Linked DNA regions of Mus musculus: region 2 is linked to region 1. The links are chromatin contacts, called in public promoter capture Hi-C maps. All regions are on one chromosome and are shown on one strand. The core of a region is the stretch at or near the end of the contact, and the rest is flanking DNA. Distances in the headings are between cores, read along the strand shown.

Region 1 (6,258 bases), core at 1,619-4,118:
TATACTCTCGAGTTACTTGGCAAATGGAATCATTGTGAAGGTGAATATATCAGGAACAACTCATCTAAACATTGTCCCATGTCTGACTGGGTAACAGTAATTGTGTATATTTTGATTAATTACTGAAATACTGAAAGAAGAGTATCAAAGAGCTGGACCACAACAATGTAGCCTCAAACTGTTCAGCATGACACAAAGATGAAAGGAGGCCTTTCTTGGGGACACTGGAGACGAGGGAACAAAAAAGAATCTATCTGCTTATGAGCAAGTTGTCGGCCTGAATGCTGAGTAAAGGAGGGTTCCATTATGTTAAGATAAAAATTATTAAACTAAATGAGGGTTAAAAAAATAAATGTTGAACAATTTCCAGTGAATGAAATGATAAGATGAACAGGATGCAAGTCCTACAACAAATATTAATGATCAGAATTACCAGGTTTTAAGAATCACAATATGAATGGTCACCAGCTACATAAAAGCGATAATGTAATTTTTCTAGACTAAAACATCTGGATGCTCAAGTGATCAAGATGTACCATCCCCAAGACACTCACAAAGACAGGTGTAATTCAATCACATCTGGCTCTTCTGAGGTAGCCTCCTTGTTCTAAAACACCACAGAAAGCTTTCTAAATCACAATAGAAATTACAATACTAAATACTGCTCAAATCACAAATGGTAAAGAGGTAAGCAGGCTGGCATGGATATGCAAGAAAAGAGCCACATCTTCTCCAAATGCTTTCAGTCAGTTAGAATGACTAACTTAAGAAAAAACAACTCTTACTAAAAGAACAAGTCATTACATGCCTAAACAGTAAATAGAAATACAGAGATTTCAAGACCAGAATAATTTGTGACACGAGGATACAGTCACAAAACCAAGTGGGACTTAAAAGGTTTATTTAATAAAAAAGTCTGGAAAAAAAAAAAAAGTCTGGCTCTTGCATCTGCAGTCACATCAGGAAGACAGGAACAATGCTGTCTCTTGTGAGTTAAACCTAACCACTGGGCTCTAAAAATGTGACTTCCCCACTCCTTGTCTTTCCAGGGACTAGACCAGAAAACTTGATTAGCTTAGATTGTAATGGTGGAAGCCAAAATGCTATTTCCTTGTCCTATTTAAGTGACCAGAAGTTTCTACTATGTTAAAAATAAGAGTCAAGAAATAGAGAAACATGATGTTTGCCTAAAATATCATTAATTCTCTGGGGAAAAAAATCACAATCAATTTTATACTATGCTACTATCCATATAAGTAGAAACAAGTAAGGTGAAATGTCACAATTATGAAACCAGGTTGTTTGGAGCTTCATTTGAAACTAAAAATGTAAGATGACAGTATAAACACCAGGAGCAAAACACTAAGTATAGATTGATGGGCAGGATAATTACTGCTCTTTCTTCATGTATTAAAGACTTCCTTAAATCACTTAACCACAGTTTAGGTATCTTCTGTTTAATATGTCATTTTTACATAACAAGTTCCTGGTCTTATCAGCTCATCTCAAAAGTTTCCAGTCCAAACAAGGCTTTTTTTTTTTTTTTTAAAGAATACCTTAAAATTTTGCAGCAGAACATTAGAGAATGTTCTGGGTACTGTCAACATTCAAATTACATGAACTTCACTAAGAATTTCCAGCAAATCACTTTCCTTCAATACTGTTCTAGTGCAAATCCACCCACTACCCAGCGGGGAGCAGCAGGCTAAATTCTTGGGGCCATTCAACCTACTTGAGGTATGAGGGGGTGTGCAAGAGACTGATGTTTGAATGCACGCCCTCTTGATGCCTGCATTCTTCTCTGGAGCCAATGATTACAAAAATGAGCAATCTTATTAGGAATCCCTGATTAGCCCCAACACAGACACACACAGACACACACACACACACACACACACACACCACAGCAAGGTATGAATGAATGCTCCTCTAAGGAGACAACTTTCCAGGGAAAATCAAAAAGAGGAAGGTGGCGGGGATAGTGGGGGTTGGGAGATTGCAAGGCTTGGTGGCTAGAGGATGACAAACCCCTAAAACATGCAAATGCCAAGGGGTGGAATAGAAAAAGATGCCAAGGACATGAATAACCTGGCAGCTGACCCAGATGAACTCAGTTCCAGACCATGATCATTCGCGACTTGGCGGTCTCCTCCAAGGCTGACCATAATAATAAAAGGAAAAACAAGGTACCTGTCTCAACAGGATGCACCTTCCAACTACACAACTGTGCAAAACCATCCTCTCTCCTCCCCCCTCCCTCCAGACCAGAGAAACTGAAAGAAAAAGCAGAACACGCCATTAGCGAGGCCAGACTGCTCTTCCGGGAGCGGAGCCACCAACACCCCACAAAACAGCACAGACGTGAGGTACCATAACCCGAGATTCTCCCTGCCTCCTGCAGCCGTTGGGAGCCAGGCAGGGTCCCGGCCTCAGTTTCCCCATCTGTCCACGACGGCGGGCCAGAGAGAAAGACGGAGTCCTGCACTGCTCCTACCCAAGCCCTGTGGTGCAGGAGTCCCGCGAGTCGGGAGCCCTCGGGCAGGCTGGAGGTGACAACCGCGGTTGACGTCAGAAGCTCGTCGGCCCGGGGCAGCTAACGGGCGGGCGCTGAGGCCCGACGGTCGCCTCCGCGCTTCAGGGCGCCTGAGGCAGAGCAGGAACACTGGGGACCTAGCGTCAGCCGCGCGGCCGCGCACACTCACCCGCCTCGGCCGCCGCTCAGCGCCGCAGCCCCGGGCTTCAGAACCAGCGTCCCGGGCCGGCCGGGCGCCCCACACCCACCACCCCAGTATTTACCTCAGGCGCGCGGGCCCCCGCGCAGCCGAACCTGCTACCTGGGCCCGCCCCCACCTGCCCCGCCTCCGAACTGCCCGCGGGGAGGGAGGAGCGGAGGCGGAGAGGGTAGATGCCGCGCTAGCCAATCGTATTCAGAGATCCGACCCTGCGTGCGCTCTGATTGGGTTTTCTTGTAACAGACCTTCCTCCAATGGCTGCTGGCAGGGTGCTGGCTGAAGGGACTTTCCGCTCGGTCAAGCTCGGTGGAGGCAAAGGGAAAGCGAAGGGGCGGGGCAGAGGAGAAAGGGTGGGGGCGAGGAGCGATGGCTGATTGGGCGAAAGGCCGCCAGTGTCATGTCACCATTGGCTGAAACCACGCCTGGGCGGGGCGCTGTGCTCTTAGCTCCACCCTCCTTGCGCGGGTCTTGTCTCTTGGCTTAGCTGTCAAAACTAGGGTGGGAAGCGATCCAGAGAAGAACTGAGAATAATTTTCAGAATTCCATTGAAAGAACAAAGCTTAGAATTACACCTAGAGTCAATGTTTTCTTTCTCAGTTTGTCAACATGTAACACGGGGAACTCCCAACCATCCTAAGCCTCAATTTCCTCGTCTGTAGAACGGAGGTGTTAGTACCACCTGTTTTACCGGATTATTGTGAAATGCTATATAGTATCTCCTAACAGTAGACTCTGTACAAACTGAAGCTCTTTCTGTCCTCAGATGGCGTCTGGGACACCTGCTGTTTTTTTAAACTTCTGTGGCCATCCTCTCCAAGGGTGGAGAGAGTCTCCTAAGGATAAAGAAAGGCTTTCCACCCTCTACCTTACCCGGGACTGCATCCCTGGCCACCAGCCAGAATTAAGGGTATAATGAAGGATCTTTCAATTAGACGGAAGGATTCTGACTCCCAAAAGTGTTCAAAATATTTAAAGAAACTCTTTTTATAATCAGCCCCAGAGCCTGGCAGCACATGACTTGCTTCACTGGATAGTTCTCTTAATTAATTCCTTCTCCTTTGACATTTTAACTACTAATTATGGGAGAAGGTGATTAATACTGAGAAGGAGGGGTGTGTGTGTGTGTGTGTGTGTGTGTGTGTGTGTGTGTGTGTGTGTGTGTGTTTAATCATGACACAAATTTCCCCAGTGAAGACTACCATGTTTCTGAAAATCCAAACAATGAAAACCACTAACACAGAAGCAGACAGACACATGGGTGATTGCTAACAGTATTAACTCACAACTCCTCTCCCTGCTGAAATCAACCATGATGAAATTGGTATCTTCTGAAAACTGAAGCCTCAACTCTTTCCTGTCTTTCACTGGTATACATATATCCTGTTCCCAATTTCCCAAGCTCTAGCCACATGATATAAATCAATAGTGACACACAGTGGCCTTAGACAACAACATTCCCCTATAGATCTGGATTCTCCCATGACACTGGCATGATTCAGAGATCCAATCTGGCTGTGTGGGAGAACATTTTGCTTGGCCCCATCCAACAAGGAAGAGGACAGAGTTGAGGAAGTAGACTTGGGAATCTTTTAGTGGGTCAAGCAGACTTATTTTCTCCAGATTGTCAGAGTCCTTCCCCCACTCTGTTTTCTCTCCTCAGATCCTTTCTCTCATGCTCATTGTCCTTAGGCTCCTGGAGATGTGATTTGCCGCTCCTGGCTGAAGCATCTTTATGTCCTTTCTGATAGTGACATCTTGTATAGTTGAATGCTCTGCTTCAGTAGGGTTTGCCACTGCACTATCAGTAACCATGTACCTCACTTATCCCCACCCCCACCCCCGCTGACACATGCTCACTGAATCAGGATAAGGGCCTGACTTCATCCAAGATCACCAGCTCATCCAAACCTTACTTGCAGGCTCTTCTTAGTCGCCATTCCAGGTCAGTCGGTACTGGCTGCCTAGAACTGAGCTGCCTAGAACGATGCTGAAGCTGTGCGTTCAGGCTCAAGAGATAAAATAGCCGCCATGGTCTGACACACAAAAATGATGTTATTGTCATACTAGATACTATTTGCAGTTCTTCATCTTTCCGGTGTCTTGTTTTATGGAAGGGAGATTAAGGTCCAGAGAGGGAAAATAGTTTCCCTCAGTTACACAGCTGTTTCTTCGCCTGAGTTTAAGTGGTATCTCTGACTAAAGTGCTTCCTAGGCCTCCACAATCTTCCCTTCAAGTAAGGCCCAGCCCAAGTGCAAACTCTACCAGCCATCTTTTCAGATGACTCCAGACCCCATTGATAACCTCTTGCTTCCCTGCCCTCAGCCTGTCCCACCCAACCTGGGCTTGGCTCCATGCAGATCAGGTTAAGTAGCTGAGCAGCTACCAGGAAACACATCTAAGTAGAGAACAGGAATGCCTGATCTGCCTTCCTGGGGAAGGGGAGAAGAGTACTGCCCCCACCCCCCACCCCCCACCCCCCGTGTTCCGTGTTCCGTGTTGACAGCTCAGTTACAGTTAGGAGAAGAACAGTCTAAGAACTCTGAGAAGGGAGAGGTGCACTCCGAAGCAGCCTGAGAAGGGCTCCTGCAAAGTAAGAGAGCAATGATGAATGTCAGCAGGGGCTGAGGGAACACCCCAAAGGGAACAGGAAGTGCACGGCATGTTGAAAGAACTGAGAAGGGGAACGCGCTGTCACCATAGCATGCTGCATCAGGGCCAGGTGGGTCCTTGTGCCTAGAGCAGCAGGAAGGGTTTTTAGCCTGGTTGTGTGATCCCAAGCTGTCTCACCTAATCCCCTTACTATATGTGTAGGACTCCCCCCACCCCCAATGCATGGCTATTGAATTGGGTGCAGCCCTCTCTAGACTGCATCCAGATAGCCTTTTAGGAGCTATTGAGTGACTCACAGTGGGTACTGAAGGAAACATTTCTTAGTGGTGCTGGCATGCCCCTGTCATAGACCCTGTTTGTTCTGAACCTCCCAGGGGGGCTACCCCAGGCCTCACCAAGTCCTGTGTTTATTTTATATTTTTCTGCTTACTCCACATCTGTACTTAACACAATCCAAAGTGGACATCTGGTGTCCCTGCCCCACTGCCTCTCCTTCCCCCCACCCCCGCACCTCCCCCCAGTGAATGGTGACTTCCAGTCACACATTCAGCTTCTATGGTTCTTGCTGTGTTCCCACCAATCCGTGGCCCTGAGTCACAAAAGCTATGTAGACCAGATATCCCGGCAGGTGAGGATAGGGTACCATCGCTTTCTCCACAGAAGCCTTCCATGGTGTCTTGATCGTGGGTGAGGAGCACCCTCTGAGTCCCCTCTGTCACCGAGGTACTTGCCTCTGGAGAAGGGACTCCTGGTACACCTGATCATTCCATCTGGACGCTTTCACTCTGACCACCAGAAAGCTCTTTTCAATGAGATAAAAAGCATAGCTTTAATCATCTTGAAGCTAGCCCAGATGAGCCACCGCTCTCCGCTTTGAGTGGTTATCAGTATTATTCTCAATGATGAGTGATTTCT
Region 2 (6,258 bases), core at 1,859-4,358, 2.1 Mb before region 1:
AGACAGTTTCTCTGTAGCCTTGGCTGTCCTGGAATTTGTTTTGTAGACCAGGCTGGCCTTGAACTCAGAGATCCTCCTGCCTCTGCCTCCCTAGTGCTAGGATCAAAGGTGTGCACTACTACTGTCCAGCAGAACCTCATTGTCTCATCAGTTACATTTTGTATACCTTTATATGTATATTAGTCAGCTTTCTGCGACTGTGATACAATATCTAAGGAAATCAGGGAATGACAACCTGGTAGGATGAGACAGGAGGGCCTTAAGTTTAAGTTTTGGGCTACAAAGTCATCAGGTTTCTATTCCTGGACAAAACATCATGACCAAGAAGCAAGTTGGGGAGGAAAGGGTTTATTCAGCTTACACTTCCATATTGCTGTTCATCACCAAGGAAGCAAGGAAGTCAAGACTGGAACTCAAGCAGGTCAGGAAACAGGAGCTGATGCAGAGGCCATGGAGGGATGTTCTTTACTGGCTTGCTTCCCCTGGCTTGCTCAGCCTGCTTTCTTATAGAACCAAGATTACCAGCCCAGAGATGGTCCCACCCACAAGGGGCCTTTCCCCCTTGATCACTAACTGAGGAGATGCCCCACAGCTGGATCTCATGGAGGCATTTCCCCAACTGAAGCTCCTTTCTCTGTGATAACTCCAGCCTGTGTCAAGTTGACACAAAACTAGCCAGTACAAAAGTGAAACCTTGTATCAAGTGAGAAATGATATAGACTTATTTTGGTCCATAGTTTCAGAGGTTTTAGCACCTGCTCAGCTTTTGTTTCCGGGGCTGTGGTGAGGCAGAATGCAAAGGGCAGAGGTGCTCACTTTGTGCAGCCAGTAGGAGGAAGAGAGAGGAGTTCAAGGAGAGGGAGTGCCAGGTACTTACATACTATCTCCAGTGGGCTATGACCGTCAACTAGAGTATGCCTAAGATTGCATGACCCTCCAGTAGTCCCACCAGCTGGAGACCAAGCCTTCAATGTATAAGCCTTGGGGAAAATATTGCAGAATAAACTACAACATGTGTAAATACAATAAGGCTATATAAGAATAGGGTTGTTTTGAAGAATAAATGAAACAACAAAAAGTTTATTGCATAGAGTAGAAAATAAAATATGGCCATTGTTATAGTCATTATATAAGTATAAATGAATATATTTGTGCCTCTCTCTCTCTCTTTCTCTCTCTCCCTAAGACAGGCTCTCACTATGTACCCCTAGAAGCCTGGAACTCACTATGTAGACCAAGTTGGCCTTGAATTCACAAAGTTCTGCTTGCTTTTGCCCCCCTCCCACTCCCAAGTGCTGGGATTAAAGGGCGATGCCACCACTCCTGGATTTGATTTTTAGTGTTTCATATGGCCTAGGCTAGCCTCAAACTTCCTAGGTGGCTGAAGATGGCCTTGAACACCTAAACTTCCTGTCTCATCTCTCAAATTCTGCCATTGTGGCTGTCTTATAAATGTATATTTTTGTCAGGATATATCCCCAGGCATATTAAAAGGATAGTATTAGATAGATGGTCAAGTGAGTTTGGCCATATATGGTCCATAGAATGTAAGGAGGTTCATTAGCAAATTTTTGATATTTAATGTCTATGTATATACTTTGAAGTTCTAAGAGGTTCGACAAACCACAGGTGGCTTTCCAACCTTTTAAAATCCTGATATCAAACAGCACTTAAATTTCTGTATTCTTTAGGAGGCAGTGTTCCAAGGAAATCACTCTGGGAAAGACTGGCTAGATGGTTTCTATTGATTCCTCTTTGCCTTTCTGGCTCTTTGACTTTGCTGCTCAGGGACTCCAAGAACTTTCTCTTCTTCAGTTACTCACAGTACTTTATTTCCTTCCTGTCTTTTTTAGTTTTAGACAGTCTTCCTCCGTACAGCAGGCTAGCCTGGAACTTACTCTCCTTCTGTTGTCACTTCCAAAGTGCTGAGATGAAGCCCACTGTCCTTTCTGTCTCAAAGCCCTTTTGTGTTAAGGTCTGTGACTTACAGGGAGAAATATTTCCTGTGGTTCATGGATGAGACAACAGGACAGTGGGTTTCCTTTCTTCAGACCTGAACAGTTTTACTGTCATGTCCCAGGTGAATGTGGTTTCTAGGTTCCAGTTGTTTTGTTTTGTTTGTTTTTTTAACTTTCAGAAAAAGTTTACTTTGTCAAGGTCAGAAAAGCAGGTCAGAAATGGAATCTTCTGCCAAGCTTGGTGTTCTGTAATCCTACCACTTGGAAAGACTTAAGGCAGGAGGATTATAAACTTGAGGCCAGGAAGGCAAGAGAAACATACAAACTCCCCAGAGACACAAACTCTTTAAGTCAAGAGGAACATTGTGGTTTTTGTGCCTCCTGTGTGGTCAGCTCTGAGAATGAACTGGCTAAATCCTTGTTGGATTTTCAACTGGCAGAAGTAAGGCAGGGTCCTACCCAGAGACCAGAGGACGAGCTCCAGTCTAACTTCTCGAAGGAGAAAAGCTTAAATCTGTGCCTGATAATTACGAAGGGCTGAAAATGTGTGTATCCATGTGAGGATGCGTGTGTTTTTGAAACAAGGTCTCTAGCTCAAGCTTCCTTATATATCCAAGGATGAACTTGAGCTAGGTTTCCCTGCCTCCATCTCTCCTAAGCACGGTATTCCAGGCACCTGCCGTCACGCCTGGATTATTTACTGCACAAATGAGTACAGTGACCTGGCTCTTGTAGCCCATTATCCTGAATTTGTTCATAACCACCCTGGTACTTTTCTTATTTTCCACCCCTGAAATCTGCTCCTCTGTTCCCTGCCCCAGGAACTGACTCCAACACCCATCTGTTTATTCAAACAAGAATCTAAAAACATCCCTGACGCATCCCTCTCCTCTCTGAGCTGGCTGCTGTGTGCAAGCCAACAGGAAGCCAACACTCTCTACAATGTGACTCTTCTTTTTCTGCTACAGTCAGAGCGGCCATGACACCATCACCTCGCACCAGAATTGCGTTACTAATGGCTTTGACCTGCTCTCCTCTGATGCTATGGTCCAGTTTCAAACCCTCTTCCACCTGCCGGTAGTGGGGCTTTTTCAAAACAGAGATCTAATCTTGATCAAAGTACAACAAAACAGAAAACAGGCTCACTGCTCTTTGGCACCACCTAGGGGACAGAATGGAACAGAGGCAAGGGATGGTGGGGGTGGGGTGCGGTGGGGAGAAGGAAGTGTGGGCGGGGCTGGCCCTGCTTCCTCCAGGGGCAGGGTAAAAAGAGTGAAAGGCTGTAGGGTTTTTAGTTTCTTCCGGGCTGGACATATTTGTATACACAGCTCCCTGTCCTCCACGCAGGTCTTTGATGGCTGGGGTCTGAGGGTTTCCAGCACCCTGGGCGCTGTTTCAAAACTTCAACTATCTGGTGGAGAGTCAGGCAGGAGAATTTACCTTCTTGGAGGTAACATCTGCCTGCAGGTTTAGAGCAGATTTAGGAGCACAGAACAGTCACTAGAGGGAGGAAAAGGCAAGCGAACAATTCAGGCTTTCTTAGGTCTCCAGGAGGCTTCTCCTGGAGCCACACACTGGAATCACCCAGGGAGACCTTAAAAACCAGAGATGCTCATCCTAGCCCTAATGATCTTGCTGGCTGAGGTTTTGACTAGATGGTCCCAAGGGGCAGCCAGGGTTTACAACCGGAAGCAAAGAAGGAAGGAGAAAGGAAGAAGAGTGAGGAAGGGAAGACAGGAAGAAGGAGGGGGCTAGGAAGGGAGAGAGGAAAGGGAGAATGAACGGTTCATCTTAATAAAGACAAAGATTCACACGAAGACCACCGTGTAGTCCTCCCGTCTGTATTCCCACCATCCCAGGCTCCAGTGTTTGACATTCCAGCCACACAGCTCTATGTTCCCTTCTTCAAGCTCATCCTACTCTCCCTGGACACAGAAGTTTTGACTTGCTAACTCCCTGGCTTTTTGCCATCATAGCTCTGGTCCCTCACCCTTCATATTTTCACTCTCACTTTCCCAGGATGCCTTTCAGGACGCTCTAGGGCATCCCCTGTATCCTCTGCAGCACCATCAACTGCACTGAACATTTGACTAGAACTTTTACTCTTAGTCGTTCTAGCTAGGGCTTCATGAACATAAAAGCTACATTTTAACTTATTATTTATATATAATATGTTAATATAATAACATGTAATAAGTTTATAAAATATACTTAAAATGGAACACGCACACACACACACACACACACACACTTAAAATAGAACACACACACACACACACACACACACACACACACACACACACACACACACACACACACACACACACACACATACACACACACTAGGTTTTCCTTCTAAAGTCCAAGCTAGCCTAGAACTAGCTATATAGACCAAACTGGCCTTGAACTTGTGATTCTCCTGAAGAGGGCCTAGCTTGTGGGATTGGCATCTGGTACATGAATGCACAGGTAAGTTTATTATTATTGTGCTGGGGGAATAAAACCTGGGATCTTGTGTATGCTGGGTAAGGAAGTGCTCTATCACTTAACTATAAGTCCAGCCTTAAGGTATCTTAAAGCTACATATAGAAATAGATATGTCGAATACATATAAAGCTAGATGAAGTTCCACTGAGCATTGGATACATTTGCAAGAATTTTCTTTACAGGTTTTGTATTTTAAAACTCAGTAGCAAAAAAATGGTGTGGAAAGATCAGCATGGGGAGTGACCACTAGAGGGCAGGAGAGGCAAAGAGATGCAGGCCAGCCTGGCAGCCCTGAGCATGGATGTCTTGCACATTCTCAGAGCAGGGATTTTGGGGCCATGGAGAAAACTCTGGAATCCAGAAGCCAAAGATGTCTCCTTTGTAATCCCTCGTGTCGTGTGCAGAGAGACAGCTTGTTGTCACCTTCCTTAACTGTGCTGAGCAGACACAGCCAGGATAGCAAGCATGAGCCATTTTAGGAACACTCAGGAATGTCAAGAAGACGCTCGTCCTAGAAGTTGCATAGACTGGCTCTCAAGAACAGGCAAAAACTGAGGATTCAGAGCTATCTATAGTCTGAAGCTGGGGGCCTACTTCCTTTCTCCCGTGTCAAATTGTGCTCAATGCCCCTCCCACCTCCCCCTCCCTTCCTCCCTTGGCACTGGGGATCAAACCCAGGGCCTTGTGCATGTCAGGCATATTCAGTTGCTGAGCTGCATTCCTCCCTGCTATTTTATTTTCCAGACACAGTCTTGCTATGTTATGTAGTCCAGGTTGGTCTGGAACTCTTGCATCAGCTTCAGGTTCCAAATTTGAGGATTGCAGGCAGAGTGCCCTTCTGTGATCAGCTCGGCATACGATGACTGAAGCAATGGATCTGAGAGATCATGGACCAAACTCTCTGGAACTGGCAACTGACAATAAGCCAAAGTAAGTCCTCCTCTTCCTCCTCCTCCTCTTCCTCCTCTCCTCCTCTTCCCTTCCTCCTCTTCCCTTCCTCCTCCTCCTCCTCTCCCTCCTCCTCCTCCTCTCCCTCCTCTTCCTCCTCTTCCTCCTCCTCCTCCCCACCTCCTGTCAACTTGGCACAAGCTGGAGTTATCACAGAGAAAGGAGCCTCTCTTGAGGAAATGCCTCCTTGAGATCCAGCTGTAAGGCATTTTCTCAATTAGTGATCAAGCGGGGAGGGCCCATTGTGGGTGGTGCCATCACTGCACTGGTAGTCTTGGGTTCTATAAGAAAGCAAGCTGATGAAAGGACCCAGATATAGCTCTCTCTTGTGAGACTATGCCGGGGCCTAGCAAACACAGAAGTGGATGCTCACAGTCAGCTATTGGATGGATCACAGGGCCCCCAGTGGAGGAGCTAGAGAAAGTACCCAAGGAGCTAAAGGGGTCTGCAACCCTATAGGTAGAACAACAATATAAACTAACCAGTACCCCCCAGAGCCCGTGTCTCTAGCTGCATATGTATCAGAAGATGGCCTAGTCGGCCATCATTGGAAAGAGAGGCCCATTGGTCTTGCAAACTTTAGATGCTTCAGTACAGGGGAACGCCAGGGCCAAGAAGTGGGAGTGGGTGGGTAGGGGAGTGGGGGGGGGGAGGGTATGGGGGACTTTTGGGCTAGCATTGGAAATGTAAATGAGGAAAATACCTAATAAAAAAATTAAAAAAAAAAAAAAGAAAGCAAGCTGAGCAAGCCAGGGGAAACAAGCCAGTAAGAAACATCCCTCCATGGCCTCTGCATCGGCTCCTGCTTTCTGACCTGCTTGAGTTCCAGCCCTGGCTTCCTTTGTGATGAACAGCAATGTGGAAG

What was found. Promoter capture Hi-C pulls out the DNA fragments that hold promoters and counts their contacts.
Region 2: a promoter capture Hi-C map of pre-B cells shows a contact between it and region 1, with 5 times the contacts expected there. The contact joins the enhancer-like site here to the promoter of Cyld in region 1. A contact is called at or near these places in 8 of 39 promoter capture datasets (the 3T3-L1 cell line, the C10 cell line, hippocampal neurons and 4 more) and 2 of 115 datasets of contacts at active chromatin or transcription factors (astrocytes and regulatory T cell precursor).

What each region holds. Positions count from the first base shown.
Region 1 is chr8:88,693,638-88,699,895 of GRCm38.p6, reverse strand. It overlaps Cyld (CYLD lysine 63 deubiquitinase), which reads right to left and starts at 2,868. Exons shown (of 17, transcript NM_173369.3): 1 at 2,797-2,868.
Region 2 is chr8:90,792,396-90,798,653 of GRCm38.p6, reverse strand. No RefSeq gene overlaps it. Among named protein-coding and RNA genes, the nearest start is that of Gm19935, 22 kb to the left of the region's middle. Within about 2 kb of position 3,108, at least 177 of the 459 cell types and tissues checked have an H3K27ac peak or open chromatin away from gene starts, as enhancers often do. A contact at or near this core is called in hippocampal neurons, liver, pre-B cells and 2 more, where this site is marked.